6 separate regions of the Mus musculus genome follow, and regions 1, 2, 3, 4 and 5 are each linked to region 6. The links are chromatin contacts, called in public ChIA-PET maps. All regions are on one chromosome and are shown on one strand. Each heading gives the region's core, a stretch centred on a gene start, on an enhancer-like site or on the middle of the called end of the contact. The rest is flanking DNA. Distances are from core to core; before and after follow the strand shown.

Region 1 (2,983 bases), core at 472-2,971, 360 kb after region 6:
AGACAGAAAACTTGCCCTTTCCCTTCCATTCACACAGTAATGGAACCGCCTGAGGTTAGAGCAGGCACACCCTAAAAGATGAGCTTACCCTACAAGGCAAGAAACAGGGAAATGGCACTGTGTGTGTTTCACAAGAGGGCCCTACAGGCCAAATCATGTCCCAGCAAGAATGCTGCTCCTGCCTCTGCAAGCTAACTTCTGCTACTGAGTATTCTTTGGGGCTGTATCAGCCTTGGAGTGAGCTATAATTACCAAAGTCTATTTTAAAAACCTACAAGCATACCTCTTATAGCCCCTGAAAGACTTGAGTTTGAATTCATTTTAAGAAACAGCTAGGTTATTCCAAGGCAGCACAATGCCTGTAAGAACTAAAAGATTCGAAGCAATAGAAAGTCCTGTAAGCCAAGCATTTATGCCTGTTTTTAGGTAGAGCAAAGGCCTTTTAAAACAAGCAGGAATATCTGTAGTCTTCTCCTTTTATTGCCTGCCTCCCTGTCTGAGGAAGTTCTTCCAGGGAGAAAAAGCTGATAAGGGCCAGAACCCAAACCAAACAGCGTCTGGCAGAAGTCCTGGGTGCTTTAGGAAAAGAATCAAGTTATGGTTAATCTAGAAAATGAATGAAAACAAAAAAAGTAACTTGCTTCCTTTAAAGGGGGCAAACTGACCCGTAAAGCCTGCACACTGCTCCCTACACACTGCTGGTCACTACTGTCTCCATCCTAAACAGGAGGGACACTTGCTTGAGGGAGAAAAGGCTTTTCTTGGTTTTGTTTTTTCAAAGACTACTACTAACTTGTAAATCAAGTACTTGGGGCCTTTCCCTGGCAGAGGCAAACAGAGTTCCCCTGCGATGTGTACAGAGTTTCCCTGCGATGTGTTAAAAGTGGCAACTCAACTTCAGTGAAGTGTTTACTTCTCCGATTTTAAATCAGACTCAGATAAACTTCCTTAACATTCACTTTTCAACGAAGGCCACTCCCCAGAACAAGAATGAACATGAAACAGCTCCACAGCTAAGATACTGAAATATCTATCTAAATCATAACTGCTCCTACTTGGCCTGAAAGGACTTTCTCATAAGATTAAAAAAAAAAAGTTTAAGTTAGATGAAATGAAATGAATTCACCCTGGCATATTATTTATTTTTATACGTACTTTGCAATGACTGGCATCAGTTTGCACTGGTAACTGAGAAACTTTACTTTTAAATGAGTTGGAGTCTTTCAGGGTTGAGCCTGATTCGGGTCACCCAAAACTGCTGCTTCTGAAGTTTGAACTCTAAGCGGACTTTGAAACACCCACTACCCCTGACCTTTTAAAGATCAGCTCCAGCTGCTACCACAGCTCAGGCCCCCAAGGGCTTCCCGGAGGCGGCGGCCACTCACCGTACTCCATGAGGCTCTGGCAGCCATCGTCGTAGGAGCCGCTGCCGCCGCCCTCGTCGAAACACCTCCACCAAAGCGACGATGTCTGGATGTGGTTGCTAGACTGCAGCCAGCCGCGGCCGGCCAGCGCGATGATGTCGAAGGCGATGGCGCTGAGCAGCAGCAGGGGCAGGATCCACCTGCAGCGCTCGCAGGCCAGGCCGCAGCGCAGCATGTCGTCGGTGGCGGCGGGCGCGGAGCGGAGGAACGCCGGGCAGGAGCAGCGGCCAAGAGTGGTCCTGCGAGCGCTGACACCGCGACTAAAGGAAGAGGCGGCTCCCCCGAAGACGCGGCCCCCGGGCTGGCGGCGGGGGAGCGGCGCTCCAGCCACACCTTGATTCCGGTGACTCAGAGCGCACCGCCCCGACCTGCTGGGTCACCCGGGCGGCAGAGCTCAGGCTCGCCCCGGGCTCGTCGCCAGGGTGGGCGTGCCTGTGCCTCCAGCCGCCTGCAGTCCCACCAGATTGCCGCCAGCCCAGCGCACACACCTGTGGACACTCCAGCGCCAGCCTGTGCTCTGCCCTAAATTAACACAGTGTAAGGAGCATGGCTAAGGCTACACTTGAGCTCCAAGCACCGTGCCCAGGACATCCCAATAGCCTGTGAAATAAATGATGGGCCCTAAAATGTAAGGACTTGTGGGTTCAAACCTGGGAGCGTCTGTCCCTGGCTTCCACAGGCAGATCCTACACTTCCTGCCCGGATCTACCTTTGGACCTTGGCTCTTGCTGCCATAGACACGCAAATGTTCTGTGCTCTGGTGGTTCAGGCTGGGTGACCAGCAGGTCCCAGTGGCTCACTCTAGGTTGCGGAGGCTGTCTCTTAATCCGGGTAGCTTTGGTGTTGATAACTTCAGTTCCCTTTGCCCCAGTTAGTGTGTTCCCCACACATCTACCCTTTCTATCTACTTTACACAGTTTTTGTTTTTTCAAATATAAGCACGTGTCAGCATGCACAAGCAACTGAAATCCTCCCCAAATCCTGAGCTAGCTTCTGTCCCTAAGAATCTTCACTTGTAGCAGGGAGGGTGGGGCATCAGCCAGGAGTGGCGCTGAGAGAAACAAATTCCCAGTGCCAGGTCAATGGTGGCCAGGGAGAGATCAACCAGAGCATTCACTTTTTACCCCGTGCCCCGAAATCTTCTGACACCTCATGTCAGTTTAAAGATATGGAAAGCACTCAGTGGTATTTCCTTCTTACACAAGACGCTCGCAACAGAAGTAGTTACTAGGACGCATAGACTAAGAACACTGAGAAGATCTGTCTCAGAGTCCAAAGAATATCACTACCCAGCCTTCACTTAGCAGAAACCAGTAAGCATTTCAGTCCTGAAAACCGCAGAGGCACATACACGTTGAGCAAGGTTCATTGCCCACAGGACAAGTGCGGTGCGTATGCCCTAAACGTTAGGACCTAAAGGCTTTCAAACGTAATGAAAATATTTTAGCTAGCTATGTCCTGTGTGGAAAAGTCGTATTTTTACCAATCAAATGAGTTTCCACTGGTGTCTTAATGAATAATTTTGGAATACACACACACACACGCATATATATATATGT
Region 2 (3,081 bases), core at 5-2,504, 290 kb after region 6:
ATCCAGCAAGTGGCAGCCAGAAGGCTACTAACTATGCTATAATGGAAAGAGTACACAAAGAATTATCCAATCCAAGATGTCGTTACTGTAGAGGTAGAAAGCCCTACTCAAAGAAGCCTCAATGCCCAAGCCTATCACCACTATGTGAGATCTGTCCCATCTTACACTCTCGAGACATACTAGTTAGTTAGGAAAGAGAGAGTAGTTGAAGAAGTTGAAGAATGGTCTTGGGTAGTGGTTGTGGTCCGTGGAGAGTCAGAGACAGATCCCGAGAATCCCTCTCAGGTCATGAGCTTCTTGGCTCAAAGCTCCTTCTCCTTTCCTCTTTATTACATGGATGCATCCCTGTTGGTGTGTGTCTTTCCTCTTTATTACATGGATGCATCCCTGTTGGTGTGTGTCTTTCCTCTTTATTACATGGATACATCACTGTTGGTATGTGTCTTTCCTCTTTATTACATGGATACATCCCTGTTGGTGTGTGTCTTTCCTCTTTATTACATGGATGCATCCCTGTTGGTGTGTGTCTTTCCTCTTTATTACATGGATGCATCCCTGTTGGTGTGTGTCTTTCCTCTTTATTACATGGATGCATCCCTGTTGGTGTGTGTCTTTCCTCTTTATTACATGGATGCATCCCTGTTGGTATGTGTCTGAATACTTTCTGCTGTCTTGAGTCACTTCCCTTACTTGCATGTCCAACCATGGAATCCAGTGTGCATGACCTCCTTGAAGAACACTGATTAAAATAAGTTTCAAATACAAATGGAGAATTCAGGTAACTCGAGCCTTAAAGAAAAGAAAACATGTTGAAAATGTAAACTCATTCTTGTAGTTTCCCAAGGAGACAGCTGCTTTTAGAAGAAGGTCAAGAGTCTATCTTGTACTCACTCACACATGTAGGCTGTGAATGCCTGTGGTTATAGCACCGTTTCCTCCCTCGGAACTTTCCTACATCAGCAGCCCGCCCGTTGTCGTTTGTGATGAACTGTCATCTAGTTGGATATGCTTCTTTTTTTTCTTTTTTCTTTTAGTTTCTTTTTAAATCTTCTCCCTCCCACGTTTCCTTCAGCTTACTTCTTTCCTTCTGTTTCTTACTTCTCTGTGTTATTCCTCATTTCATTCCAATTTTAGGAACAAGAAGAAAAATGTTCACTATGGGTGATGTCTACCTCTCTGTGTACACTTTGGAGGTGTGGGGGTGGTGTGCAGGGGCTGGAAGGTGGGGGGAGGGGAGTAGTGTTTCTTTTAAAAATCATATGCTGCCATCTGGTGGTCAATTTATATACTCAACCAAATAGCTGGGTTCAGACTGTTTCAAGTGTCTGACAGTGAACTGGGTCCTGCTTGACTATAGGCGAGCAATAATTGATATTGTCTCTCTTCATGGTTAAAGTCCCAGTGTTCAAAGCTACTCCTTCCCCTTAAGATTTTTATTTCTCTCAGGCAGATGGAATAGTTTGTTCCCAAATTGAATACAGAAAAATCTGAGCCTAAAACAAATCTTTGTTGTAAGTTCACAGCCTGTAAACTCTTCCATAGGATTTGTGGATTCCTGAATCTCCCTTTCAGCTCGCCCTGATTAATTTTAAATTTACTGGACTAGCAAAAGGGGGCATGGAACTGGCTGTTGGCAATGCTGGTGATTGGATGAACACTGTACCACTATACTATACCCCTAACCCTCAGAGAGAGATTTTAAAGGTAAAAGTAAAATATACTTGATATAATGGTACAGATACATATTTTTTCTATAGCAAGGAACTTTTCCCACAGAGAGAGAGAGAGAAAGACAGATAGAGACAGAGACAAAGAGGGGGAGAGAAAGACAGAGAGGGAGAAAGGAGGGAGAGGGAGGGAGGGAGGGAGGGAGGGAGGGAGGGAGGGAGGGAGGGAGGGAGAGAGGGAGGGAGAGAGACTATGAACAATGATACTACTCCCCAAAGCAACTCAGAGGACCTTGAAAACCATTTTTCATTCCACAACCCATCAGCAAATCCACTGTGTCTCTTAATCCTTTTTAAATCCTCCTCCATCCTGTCTTCCTTTTCCTCTTATTTGGTACAACCGTACACCAGGTTCTCCCTCTCCCTTTTTTTCATCCTCTCCCTCCAGAGACACTGTGTGTGTCTCTGCATTTTTATTTACCTGTCTGTCTGTCTCTGCCTCACCCCAGAAAGTAGATCCAGTTGTTCTAACAAGGGGCTAGAGACTGACTGGAGTGCGAGAAGTGGAGAGGAGATGCTGTCTCTGGAGATGGCATCAGATGGACAGGGCTTTCACTCAAGTGTAGCCTCTACTTCCTTTGCTTCGTTTTTAGTGTGAATTTACAGAATTGCTTTGATTGAAAACTGAATGGCAAATCCTCTAAGACGGTGGCTTTAGGTCATCCAAGAACAGGATGTTGTAGCCTAAAGGAGAATCTCAACAAAAAGCCCTGTGAAGAGTGAGCTATGGTGACCGAAATCCCTATGAACACTGAACTACAATGACTGAGGTCCCCACAGACAGTGAACTATAGTGACCAAGGCCCTTGTGAACAGTAAGCTATCGTGACTGAGGTCCCTATGAGCAGTGAACTATGGCAGCAGAGGGCCCTGTGAAGTGTGAGCTGTGATGACCGAGGTTCCTATGGTGACATAGTTCTCTGTGAATGTGAGCTATGAAGACCGAAGTCCTTATGGACAACAAGCTACAATGACTGAAGTCTTCATCGGTACCACTCTCTAGTTTCCCCTCAATGAAGTGTCATGTGCTGGAATCGGAGGCACCCGGAAAAGTGGCGTCCATCTTGTCACTGAAGTTATATTCAGGCTTGGGAATATTCAGGTTCAGAAACGGCACGTTCTGGCCTTGTTTCCATGATCACTGATGACTATGTTGGGAATATATGAGAAGGAACAGAAACAAGGCTGTCAAGCATCAGGGAGACCTGCCTAGAAGTCACCTCCATCATCAACCTTGAGTTCTAACCTCCTGGATCTTGCTGCTAGCCATCTCTTACAATTGAGTAGTTGGCCTGCAGAAAATTTCCAAATGAAGCCTACAACTAGACTAGACATAGTTGTGCAAAAAAAGAAT
Region 3 (2,855 bases), core at 31-2,530, 400 kb before region 6:
CCATCATACTGAAAGTCCCTGCAGTTCCTGATGGTGTCACTTTGTTTGGGAAGTTGTATAATGTAGGAAGGTGGGGGTTGCTGGAGGAAGTGGGTCACTGGAGGTGGAACTTGAGGTTTTAAATTGCCCCTGACCCTTCTATTAACCTTCCTGCTTCCCAACTATCACTCAGTGTTTGCAGCTCTTCCCACTAAGCTTTCCGTGACGGGGATGTAACCTCTCAACCTGTAGGCCAAGCAAACACTCTCTCCCAAATCCGCTTCTGTCCAGGTACCCTGGTGGTTTGGGGCCAAGGTGTGATACTCAGAGATCATGCCACAGAATAGGCTGAAGGCAAGACATCTGCTGGGAGACAGAGGAGATTGAAAGGGTGTCTCAGAGTGGGGGCATGAACCAGCTAGTCAGACAGACAGACAGACAGACAGACAGACAGACAGACAGTCAGACAGTCAGTCAGATAGGCAGACAGACAGACAGGGAGACAGGCAGGGAGACAGGCAGACAGACAGACAGGAAGATAGGCAGACAGACAGACAGGGAGACAGGCAGGGAGACAGGCAGACAGACAGAAAGTCAGACAGTCAGTCAGACAGGCAGACAGACAGACAGACAGACAGACAGACAGACAGGGAGACAGACAGACAGGAAGATAGGCAGACAGACAGACAGGAAGATAGGCAGGCAGACAGACAGACAGGCAGACAGACAGGGAGACAGACAGGTAGACAGGGAGACAGACAGGGAGACAGACAGACAGACAGACAGACAGACAGACAAATAGGCAGACAGACAGATAGAAAACAGACAGGGAGATGGAGACAGAAACAGATACAGACAGAATGAATAAGCAAGATGCCCACAGAGATCTGGGGTGGCCAGCACACTTTAAAAGGTTCTCCTATTGCATGGTGGAAAGGCACAGCCCCTGACAGTGGTGAGTTACTTAAGTGGCTGTGGCTGAGTTGCCCAAAGTCAGGCTGGCAGAGCGCCTAATCTACAACACAAGTAATTCATGCTTGTCACTAAGTCGGTACTGAGAGTGGTGTTGTTATGAGGGTGTTGGTATGACTGTTATGGTCTTTAGAGCGTCTGTGAGAGGATTATGGAAGAGTTTGAGAATCCAGGCTGAAAACTCCCTTAGAAACTTGTAAACAGCTCAACAGCTGTGGTGGGAGTTTGGAAGACTAGGAGGAGAGACTGGAGGCTGTTGGGGGCTGGCTCATGAGGTTACAATGTGGCATAGAATCTGGCTTCCTCTTGCCCGTTTCCTGAGACCTTGAGACAGGCTGTTTTAAAGTAACAGACTCTGCTCAGTGAAGGAAATTTCAAGGCAAGATAGCAGCCGCTGTTTTGCCACTTTTATGCTGAGTTACCGTGAAAAGGAGCAAGGAGGGAGAGAGATGAAGTGCAGACTGAGTAGACAGGCGTATGGTTACAAGGCAAGGCTGGGTGAAGCAATGGCTTGGCTGTGCTCTGTACTGGAACCCCAGGGGAGCTGCCCTGAGGTAAGAGGACAGCACCCAGCAAAGGCTCTAACCTGTGAAAGCGCAAATACTCACTGGGGAAGCCAGTCAGAAACCATGAAAAGGCTTAGATGACTTGATGTGATAGTATTTCTGTTTAAACATGAAGCCATTCATAAACCTCAATATGAGAGAATATTCCATTTGTCAACACAAAACATAGAACAGCATGCTAAAAATAAACGTAGTAAGAAATACCCTGTGCTTAGGATGTCTAAAGCGAATAAGGGACATAAAAGACTTGTATTGAAGAGCATTTAACTATGGAAAATTAGTCATTATTAGTAAGCATTATAGTGATAGAATGCTGATTCAAATCCCCAAAGAACTTCAAATGGGGGAAGGGGTGGAATCTGGCAAAGAAAAAAAAGTCTGTAAGTCTATAGTTGACCTTAGAAAACAAACAAACAAACAAACAAACAAAGCCCCCCAAAACAGCTAGGGGCTAGAGAGATGGTTCAGTGGTTAAGAGCATTGACTGCTCTTCAGAGGTCCTAAGTTCAATTCCCAGCAGCCGCATGGTGGCTCACAATCATCTGTAATGGGATCTGATGCCCTTTTCTGGTATGTCTGAAAGATAGCCACAATGTACTTGTATACATAGATAATTAAAAAAAAAAACAAAACACAACAAAACAAAAAACAATTATTACAAAAAATCAGTAGAAAGATGCCTAGACTAGTGAAGCGCACTCCTCAGTAGCTGAGGGCTTTCCCACAGATGAACAGAGCCTGGGGCTCAGATCTAACGTCTTAAGCCACTGATGAGTTAGTCTATTGAGTAAACAACACTGGAACTGGAGCGTAGGGGCGACATTGGACGGCATGGGTGTGAACAGTCTATTTTTACTCTGGCCCATCCTGCTATTTTTCTGTTTCCTGGATGTCATGACGTGATTTTGGCATGTCCATTGGTCCTGATGTTTCTGTTTTACCACACACCTAAAAGCAACGGTGACTGCTGACCATGGTGTGAAACTTCCAAAGCCGTGAGCCCAAATACATCTCTTCTCCCATCAGTTGTTTCTCTCAGGCGTCTGTCACAATGCTGAGAGCTCTAATATACACTAGAAGAAAGCTTTAAAGATTAAAACTGTGATACACACACAGAACTGACTAATGAATGAACAGCCATTGTTCAGAGGGATGGCAATCCAACATGATAAATGTTCATGCCTTAGTAAACAGTATCAGAGTAGTTAGTCAGGAGTAAAATGCACTCAGTTGTGATTGCAAAAGGACATGTTCTGAATACTGGAAATAGCTCCTTGGTACAAGATTGCGTCTAGGGTTCCTGCAATCCACTAAGGTCCACTCAAGTCTCTTGTATAG
Region 4 (2,741 bases), core at 40-2,539, 320 kb before region 6:
CTGATTGCAGCCCTTGCTAATAGCCTGGGAATTCCTTGAGGGTGGGGCTCATGCATATCTGTTCCTGTTGAATTTATCTTAGTGTGTCACATACTCTAGAGGTGTTTCATCATCTATCAGCTATTTATTGAGTGATGAGTTAACAAATTAGGCTGAAAAAAGTTAAGCACCCACTCATGCTTTGTAACAGGTACCATGACAAGCTTTGATAACCTAAGTGTGTGGTGGCGGGGCAATCATGCCTTATGTAGTTTACAACAACAACAACAACAACAACATCAACAACAACAACAACAACTGTAGCACAGAGCCGGGGTTTCCACACACAGAGCTGGGAGTCCTGCCATTCTTCAGAGAGAAGCAGCTTTTAATTGACCATATTACAGAATACTTTTAAGCTGGGTGTTGAAAGAGGTGTTCAAAGCTGCCTTTGCAAACTCTTGCAGATTTGTGAGTGTGCACTTGTAATAGGAAAGAGGTAGGTTTTGCTTTTCTGGGCCACTGTCCTTGGCTTGCAAATCCCTCTGTGGAGACTTGAATGCATAATGAGTGAGTTATTTCTGAAGATTAAATGTAAGTGGATTTTTACTTTTAGATAATCCAATATAATAACTTGGTTTTTAATTGAGTGACTTCAGGGGATTATGTAGGTTTAGAGAGTTCTCTCTGTTCCTCACGCATATCTCTGCCTAAATTTCAGAATCCTCTGTAAGCTCATCTTTTCTGGGGATTGAAACCCATGGTAGGCAAGTGCTCTACTACCAAGCTATACCCCAACCAGGCTCAAGCTCACGTTCTGTCTCTTTTTCTTCATGAGTTTAACACCCACTGCTACCATGGTCTATTACTGTTTTCTTTTCTCATGCTTTCTCTGAAGAACTCACTCACTAGCATTGTTCAATGTCTTATTTTGAAATGGATTAGCTTGGATAAATTTAATAGTAAAGAGCCTTTCAGGGTATCTACTACTCATGGTTTGACTGACACATCCAGGCTTCTATCTCAGTGGCCATGGGTAGATGGGGATCTGAGTCCCTAGGCAACAGGCAAAATGAATTTGCTGAAATATTTGGATTTGTGTGTGCTGCAATAAAGAACTGGACTAGAGACACATCATAGCCACATAGAGATGGTTTATTAAGAAAAGGACAAGCCTTCGGAGACAGAAGTAGGCTAGTGAGCCAACGGAAGAACACGTGCTCAGGAAGTGGGCCATACACTGTGTGAACTTCTTATAGGGTGTTTATAAGCACACCTGCTCTTGAGGTTGTGGTGTGTCGTGTTTGAATTGTGCATACTCTATTAGCTGCGTGAAGCCCCGGTGAGGAGGGGCTTGGGTCTTCCTGTCAGCTAGGTCCTTTTACATGTTAGTGTTCTGGTCTAGGCTCCAGCCCCACTTTCCTGTCATAACACTACTCCTTTCATAGAATTCAGACACAAAACCCCCTCCTTTGTTTTTCCTAAGCAATTGAGCACCAAGTTCTAGACTGTTGGACACCAGGCAGGAAGAGCTACAGTGGGCAAGAGCACCCTGGAGACAGCTCGGTGTCTTGCTCAGCTGCAGATTGACATGAAGATGAACTTTCATGAATTAATGCCTTTTAGATGAATTAATGACTTTATAGAATTCCTGATTTGAGTCAAATGATTTTAAGAAGTCTAAAGAGATGGTTTTCGCCATGTTCTGAACTCCTCACCTTTCACATTCTGAGCCTGAGTTTTCTGTGGCTGAGTCAGCCCTGCCCTGAGGTTATGACTCAGCTAACATCTGTTACCAGTGTCCCCTCCTTACCTTATGGCCTCTGTGTACTTCTTGTTCACCTCTTCTTTTTTACTTGAACGATACCTAATTATCCTTCAAGGTACGGTTTAATCATTTATTTCTTTCTCTATGGAAGGCATCACAACTCCGAGCCCTCACCAAGATGCAAGATGATGATGACCACCAGTTTTACGGGTCTGCCTTATCATCACAGATTTCTCCTTCTCCTTCTCCTTCTCCTTCTCCTTCTCCTTCTCCTTCTCCTTCTCCTTCTCCTTCTCCTGCTCCTTCTCCTTCTCCTTCTCCTTCTCCTTCTCCTTCTCCTTCTCCTTCTCCTTCTCCTTCTCCTTCTCCTTCTCCTTTCTCCTCCTCCTCCTCCCCTCCTCCTCCTCTTCATCCTCCTCCCCCTCCTTTTCCTTCTCCTCCTCCCCCTTCTCCTTTTCCTTCTCCTCCTCCTTCTCACTGTTCCATTTAAGGGATTTTAATGGAATAAAAGCTATGTGTTAGGTAATTCTTTTGAAAAACAAAACATATCAAACCACTGAAAACTCTCCACTGATATTGAAAGCCTAATTAGGAACTAGATAATAAATACTTAGTTTCTCTGACTAGAAAGTTCTCCATTGCGTGTATGGATATAGTTATAATGAAACTTACTTATTTACACTGTAAAAAATACATTTTCTACTGAGCTTGTTAAGCTATCCTTTGATAGCCGAAGTATCTTTTGATAAAGTACACTATAAATATTTGTTTAAGTCGTATGGCAGGATAGAGAATTGTTGGCTTTAAAGAAAGTCTAGATCGGATGCTGGCTCACTAACATTCAGTCAGACTGTGTTCCACCTGACAAACACAGAAGCACTGGAAGCACGAGATAGGCCCTGTTATAACAGACTTGTATCCCTCTGCAATTCTTGATCAGGAAGAATCTTAGGCACAGTATGCAATGGATTTCACTAAAACTGAAGAAACACAA
Region 5 (2,723 bases), core at 84-2,583, 300 kb before region 6:
GCAATCCTGGATTTACCTTCAGAATCTAGGAGGTGAGGGCAGGGGGATCAGAAGTCCAAGGTCGTCTTTGTCCCTGTAGTACGTTTGTGGCCAGCCATAGCTACAGCAGACCCTGTCTCAAATAAACAGTGTTTCTTTAAATGTGAAAAGAGACTCCCACACTCTAAGGCCTTTAATTATATGGGATGTGTCGCCTCCTATTCCAACCAGCAGAAAAGAGCGACACTACGTACTTCTCAAAGCAGTTTATTCAGGAACCTTTCAACATCATGCATGAATCTCTCTCCAGAAATCAATCTCTCCAGGAAAAAACAACAACCCACCCCCAATCGCAATCCCTTATATATCCTCTCAACCACACCCCATCAGCCCAGTCCACGTAACAACAGTTCATTGACCAGAATCATCACTCGTCATATGGTCCGATCTTGCATCATGGTGCACCTGCGCAGTTCTCGCGATGGTCGTGGCTTATTTTCAGGTGTATGAGGAAGTCAGGTGCAAGTCATAAGACTTGGCTGCAGTCCCGGGTGCCATCTTGAGACTGCTGCCACACCCACTCCTCACAGGGATGTATGGTTTGGAAGGAAAATGTTGAAGATGTACAGAAGAAGGTGATTAGAAAGGGGGACAAGTTCTTCCAAGGGTTGGAGTTCAGAGGTCAGGAGAAGGATCAAACTGCTCAGCATCAAAGGGAGAAGAGATCCACAGAGAGATTCCAGAGTTTCTAACAGCTAAAGGACCTGGTGTGTTTCTTCCTGGAGAGGAGAACAGGACCAGAAATAAATGGGACTTTGGAGTTAGCAGAAAGCCTGAAGCACCCTTGCTTCCCAGCCAGGACACCCTGCAATTACATAACAGCTTAGGGCAGGGCTCCCAGAAGCCAGGTCTCAAATGTTATTCAGGCTAAAGCTGGTTTGGGCAGGCACAGAGGAAAGGGGAAGGAAAGCTGAGATTTGGCAAGCTTATGGGCTCTCCTCTCTCTGTTCCTCTTCCTCTTCCCTCCTTCCTCCTCTCTCCCTCCCTCCCTCTCTCCCTCTTTCCCTTTCTCCTTCTCTCTGATTTCTACTGTCTCCAAATAAGTAGAACCTGTAAGTGTCACATCATGCTGACTCCACAAGACATCTAGAGCCTTTCTATTCCTTTCCAGGAAGAAATCATGACTATTTTCAACAGAGTTTTGGAAATCCTACAATGAGAATGCTATATCAAGATTTTTCTCCTCATCAGCTAGTGAGAGCATCAATTACACCTTGATGTTGGTTTGTTTGTGTTCTGTTCTGACTTCTTACCATTCAGCACCAGTGTCAACTGGAAGCGGTTTTACTAAGAATTGGGCTGGGTCAGTGTGAAACCACAAGGACGTCTGTTGGTTATGAATGATGTAAGGGACTGAGGGTGCTGACAGATGTCAATGTGAGGCATGGTGACAAGCCTGGACGCTTGTTAAGTGACACACAATAGCAGGCCGGCGAGGAGCAGATAGTCCCACATTAGGGAGCAAGTTGCCTGGGAGTTGGAAAGAGAAAAACAGGTTTCATTTTAACTTTTGAAGTTTGCCGGAGGTTTCAATTCATTATAAGATACTTTCCAACTTCACTGATGTTCTGTCATGTACTTAAGTAAGAAATATATGAGCCTCTCTACAGGGCCCAGACTGTGGGTATCTTTCCTATCTATCTATCTATCTGTCGATCTATCTATCTATCTATCTATCTATCTATCTATCTATCTATCTATCTATCTATCTATCATCTATCTATCATCTATCTATCTATATATCTATCTATCATCTATCTATCTATCATCTATCTATCTATCTATCTATCTATCTATCTATCTATCTATCAATCATCTGTTTATCATCTGATCAGTTCATTGATTTATATTAGATAATTTTTGTTGTTGTTGCCATGATGAAATACCATGACCAAAAAGCAAGTTACAGAAGGGAGAGTTTGCTCCCGTCTCTGGGCCCTGGAGATGCTGTTTAATTTTCATTCTCTCATATGGTTTAGATTTCATCTTGCTTGGTTAATAAGGCTTCAATAAGAGGACCAAAGATAGCTTCTTCCTTGACAGATCTGCTATTTGGGTAGAAGAGAGAACTCCTGGGGAAGGTGATCCTTGCATTTGTAGCTCCTCTAACACTTAGTAGGTTGAAGTCAAAAACATATTTTAGGGTGTCATCTGTCTGAGTGTCCTTGCTTAAAACCAATAAATTGCATACTTTAAAAGAGAGAGGAGAGGGACAAGGAATGAGATAGAAAGCACCATGAATATCCAAAGAACTACTTTTTGGAAGTACGGGGGATTCTTATTAAAAGTGTTTCTGGTGTTAAAAAATCTTCTCATTCTTCAAATCTTTGGGTAGCTGTGATCTACACACACACACACACACACACACACACACACACACACACACACCGAGAGAGAGAGAGAGAGAGAGAGAGAGAGAGAGAGAGAGAGAATGAATGTAAAATAGAGTATCTGGATTCTATCTGAGCTAGACCAGCACTTGAACTGGTGTTCAGCAGACACTCTGTAAAAGTTCTAAGTGAATTAAAAAAACTCAGAGGACTGTTTCAGTTTTGCTCCATCATGGTGACCCCTGTGGTTTCTTTCCTTGTGAATCTTTGAAATTTACTTTTCCTCCTCTGGAGGACTTTTAAAAACAATTACGATTGAAGGCAAGCCCAGACAGTGACCGAGTTCCACTTTGT
Region 6 (3,039 bases), core at 355-2,854:
TATCTCTTGTGTTCTGTTGGTGACGCTTGCATCTATGACTCCTGGTCTCTTTTCCAGATTTTCTATCTCCAGGGTTGTTTCCCCTTGTGATTTCATTATTGTTTCAATTTCCATTTTTAAATCCTGGATGGTTTTGTTCAATTCCTTCACCGGTTTGGTTATGTTTTCCTATAACTCTGTAAGGGATTTTTGAGTTTCTTCTTTAAGAGCTTCTACCTATTTACCTGTGTTTGACTGTATTTCTTTAAGAGAGTTCTTTATGTCCTTCTTAAATTTCCCTATTGTCATCATGAAATGTGATTTTAAATCAGAGTCTTGCTTTTCTGGTATGTTGGGGTATCCAGGGCTCACTGTGCTGGGAGAACTGGGTTCTGATGATGCCAAGTAGCCTTGGTTTCTATTGCTTATGTTCTTGCCCTTACCCCTCAACATCTGGTTATCTCTGATGTTAGCTGGTTTTGCTGTCTTTGACTGTGGCTTGTCCCTCCTGAAAGCCCATGTGTCAGTACTCCTGGGAGACCAGTTCTCTCTGGGAGGAATTTAGGTATGGAGAGCTGTGGCACAGGGTCAGCTCTGAGATGCAGATAGAAACTGTCTCTGCCTGTTCCTTGGTTCCTGTGTCCTGATGGCTCTGGGTGGGTCCCTCTTGGGTCAAGAATTTGAGCAAAAGGGGTGGTTTTACCTGTGCTCACAGATGTTTGGGCACTCCTGGGAGACCAGCTTTCTCCTGGCATTATTTGGATATGGAGAGCTGTGGCACAGTATCAGCTCCTGCTGCAGACTGAAACTGAAAGGATCCTGTCCCAGGCTGTCCAGCATATACTCTTAACCACTGAGTATCTCTCCAGCTTCACGTATAAAACTTTCAAAAGAAGGTGTATGTAATACATAGGAAAGATGGTCTTACAGGAACATTTAGGTGTTACAGCCATACTGGTTTCTAATAATGCTGTGGGATAGACTCAGGTCATCATGCAGGGCAAGTGTAATCAGCCTGTACTTTGGGGCCTCCAGAGAAGAGGCATGTAAGGAGCTCTTACAAAGGCTCTAAATCTATCTCTGTACAAAACGCTGTCTACGATGGAGTAACTTGCACGTGTACACTCACATGTCTCTTGGCAATAGGAGAGCCTTCGGAGAAATTTGCAGTTAAGTTTGCTGTCTTGCCATGGTGCAAATGCACATCTGAACTCACACAGACCTAAGTGGTAAAGGCCTAAGTACCACACGCCTGTATGTACAGACCCATCACTCACTCAGTTTCAGACTGTAAATGATTCTGAAGTCATTAAGAACTACCCAGAGCTTGCAGCAAACACATTATCATAGTTCCATCTAGCCTTTTCAGTGAACATTACAAACAAGCCTTTCGCTCTTGATCATCATAGTGGCTAGAGGAAAAGGGCTTCACTATTTGTAATCTACACAGGTCACTGATACTATCTCCATAGCTGATAGTTTCTTCTGGGATGTTGCTGCTGTCACTGCCTTCATGAAGCAGATTTTTAAATAGCTGTTATCATTTTGCTCCTGTTCTTGGAGGGTCACAGCTGAAGTAGACCATGACACGCCCACCTGATGAGCAATGCAAACCACTGATTTTTACTTTCAGTTTTGTTTTCAGTTCACTCCATGGGTCTCTTACTGGCAATGTTAGCAGCCAGTTTCTGTGTCATGATGAAGAAACTAATGTGAGACCAAATTAGACACATGTGAAAATAATGTCCTCAAGCTATGTGGTGACACCACAAACCCGAAGCTGCTGCCTGCCACTGTCATGAGTGTGGTCTGTCTCTGACAGAAATGACATTATGTGATGTACAGTTGTTCTCAGTACTCCATTTCATAAATATGTGCAAGTGCTGTGAATAAAGCTATAGTATAATTCATCTAAAACCTTTATGGATGTTGTGGCACTTCCAAATATTGTGAACTTGTCTATTAATACGTATTGACAATTTAGGTGGCACAGAAAAGGTCGGTGTGCTGAAGTAAATGGGAGTCTCTGAAGGGAACTGAAGAGAGGAGAAATGCTCTGACCCACTGGCTCAAGCTATGGAGGCTTGCTTCCTGGCTGATGGTCTCTAGAGGTGACACCTGAATCTTGAAAATACTTCATGAGGTCTGGGTTTGAGATTCCAGAAGTGTGTCCCGGAAATACGTCATGAAGACTAGGTTCTGAAAGACTGTTCTCTTCGTTGCTTCTAGCCCCATTCCCTTTGCTTCTTGTCCCACAGTGGTGTGAGGACCCTCTGTTACTCATTCCCACCACACTGTTCTACACTGTCTCTGAAGGACTGAAACCATATGAAGGGAGTCAAAATACAAATTTCCTCCCTTGTTGCTTTTCTCAAGAATTTTTTTTTCACAACAAGGAAAGAGCAACTTATGAAGACAGAGGAAAACATTGCTGCTGTTTTGTTTTGTTTTGTTTTTCAGAAAACAAGCACCTGTGTTTGATATCCCTTAGATGGTGTCTGTTGAGAATTAGTGAGTGTTACTGTTAAAAAAGAGGAGTCTATCTTGCAGCCTGACTGGAACCTGAGCTGACCCATCCCTGAGTGTCAGCCTTCTTAATTACATGCTTGAAATAAAAAGTTAATACCACTGAGGTAGATAATTCTAAACTAACTTTAGAAACATTCTATGTTTAATAGCTGGTTACATTTACTAGAAACAACACACAATTAATAATGTAATTACAGGTCACCTCACTAAAGCAATATATTTTATGAGGAAGTCTTTTCGGTTTGTTAGAGTAAATTGTATGCGTTAAGCAAATTTCAAAGAATTAATATATCAGGATTATATATTATAAGCAATAAAATTATGTTTTAAAATATCAGGTGAAAAGAGTCAATGGATTTCATATATACAGATAAAAACCAGCTTAAAAATACTTTTAAAAACTTTCATTTACAATGGAATTAAGAGATTAAATACTTGAGAATAAAAATAAGAAAACAAGGGGATGGAGAGAGAGCTCAACAGTGACAGCATGGGCTGTTCTTTCAGAGGCCCTAAGTGTCTTCCTGGCCC

The links. ChIA-PET counts read pairs in DNA pulled down with a chosen protein or histone mark.
Region 1: an RNA polymerase II ChIA-PET map of effector CD8 T cells shows a contact between it and region 6, with 10 read pairs. The contact joins the promoter of Perp here to the enhancer-like site in region 6. A contact is called at or near these places in 7 of 39 promoter capture datasets (the 3T3-L1 cell line, 3T3-L1-derived adipocytes, hematopoietic stem and progenitor cells and 3 more), 10 of 484 Hi-C or Micro-C datasets (B cells, CD8 T cells, the G1E-ER4 cell line and 7 more), 4 of 115 datasets of contacts at active chromatin or transcription factors (effector CD8 T cells, pancreatic cancer cells, stem cell-derived neural progenitor cells and 1 more) and 1 of 9 other capture datasets (liver).
Region 2: an RNA polymerase II ChIA-PET map of effector CD8 T cells shows a contact between it and region 6, with 84 read pairs. The contact joins two enhancer-like sites. A contact is called at or near these places in 1 of 15 datasets of contacts at CTCF or cohesin (CD8 T cells), 9 of 484 Hi-C or Micro-C datasets (CD4 T cells, CD8 T cells, LSK cells and 5 more) and 9 of 115 datasets of contacts at active chromatin or transcription factors (CD8 T cells, bone marrow-derived macrophages, effector CD8 T cells and 6 more).
Region 3: a contact with region 6 is called in an RNA polymerase II ChIA-PET map of effector CD8 T cells, with 160 read pairs. The contact joins two enhancer-like sites. A contact is called at or near these places in 2 of 39 promoter capture datasets (hematopoietic stem and progenitor cells and hippocampal neurons), 3 of 115 datasets of contacts at active chromatin or transcription factors (cardiomyocytes, effector CD8 T cells and epiblast stem cells) and 2 of 9 other capture datasets (adipose tissue and liver).
Region 4: a contact with region 6 is called in an RNA polymerase II ChIA-PET map of effector CD8 T cells, with 14 read pairs. The contact joins two enhancer-like sites. A contact is called at or near these places in 4 of 484 Hi-C or Micro-C datasets (Th2 cells, double positive thymocytes, embryonic fibroblasts and 1 more) and 8 of 115 datasets of contacts at active chromatin or transcription factors (CD8 T cells, T-cell acute lymphoblastic leukemia, effector CD8 T cells and 4 more).
Region 5: an RNA polymerase II ChIA-PET map of effector CD8 T cells shows a contact between it and region 6, with 51 read pairs. The contact joins two enhancer-like sites. A contact is called at or near these places in 6 of 484 Hi-C or Micro-C datasets (CD4 T cells, CD8 T cells, Th1 cells and 3 more), 11 of 115 datasets of contacts at active chromatin or transcription factors (CD8 T cells, Th17 cells, effector CD8 T cells and 7 more) and 1 of 9 other capture datasets (embryonic stem cells).

The regions. Positions count from the first base shown.
Region 1 is chr10:18,843,809-18,846,791 of GRCm38.p6, reverse strand. Perp (PERP, TP53 apoptosis effector) reads right to left here and starts at 1,721. Exons shown (of 3, transcript NM_022032.4): 1 at 1,386-1,721. The coding sequence starts at 1,599.
Region 2 is chr10:18,915,389-18,918,469 of GRCm38.p6, reverse strand. No RefSeq gene overlaps it. Among named protein-coding and RNA genes, the nearest start is that of Perp, 72 kb to the right of the region's middle. Within about 2 kb of position 1,254, at least 53 of the 459 cell types and tissues checked have an H3K27ac peak or open chromatin away from gene starts, as enhancers often do. A contact at or near this core is called in CD8 T cells, effector CD8 T cells and group 2 innate lymphoid cells, where this site is marked.
Region 3 is chr10:19,611,781-19,614,635 of GRCm38.p6, reverse strand. No RefSeq gene overlaps it. Among named protein-coding and RNA genes, the nearest start is that of Il22ra2, 8.8 kb to the left of the region's middle. Within about 2 kb of position 1,280, at least 127 of the 459 cell types and tissues checked have an H3K27ac peak or open chromatin away from gene starts, as enhancers often do. A contact at or near this core is called in effector CD8 T cells, where this site is marked.
Region 4 is chr10:19,528,844-19,531,584 of GRCm38.p6, reverse strand. No RefSeq gene overlaps it. Among named protein-coding and RNA genes, the nearest start is that of Gm33104, 43 kb to the right of the region's middle. Within about 2 kb of position 1,289, at least 62 of the 459 cell types and tissues checked have an H3K27ac peak or open chromatin away from gene starts, as enhancers often do. A contact at or near this core is called in CD8 T cells, effector CD8 T cells and memory CD8 T cells, where this site is marked.
Region 5 is chr10:19,504,826-19,507,548 of GRCm38.p6, reverse strand. Gm33104 (predicted gene, 33104) reads right to left here. Exons shown (of 4, transcript NR_152784.1): 3 at 1,293-1,509; 4 at 231-758. Among named protein-coding and RNA genes, the nearest start is that of Gm33104, 19 kb to the right of the region's middle. Within about 2 kb of position 1,333, at least 81 of the 459 cell types and tissues checked have an H3K27ac peak or open chromatin away from gene starts, as enhancers often do. A contact at or near this core is called in CD8 T cells, Th1 cells, Th17 cells and 3 more, where this site is marked.
Region 6 is chr10:19,208,531-19,211,569 of GRCm38.p6, reverse strand. No RefSeq gene overlaps it. Among named protein-coding and RNA genes, the nearest start is that of Gm40607, 34 kb to the left of the region's middle. Within about 2 kb of position 1,604, at least 57 of the 459 cell types and tissues checked have an H3K27ac peak or open chromatin away from gene starts, as enhancers often do. A contact at or near this core is called in CD8 T cells, Th1 cells, Th17 cells and 6 more, where this site is marked.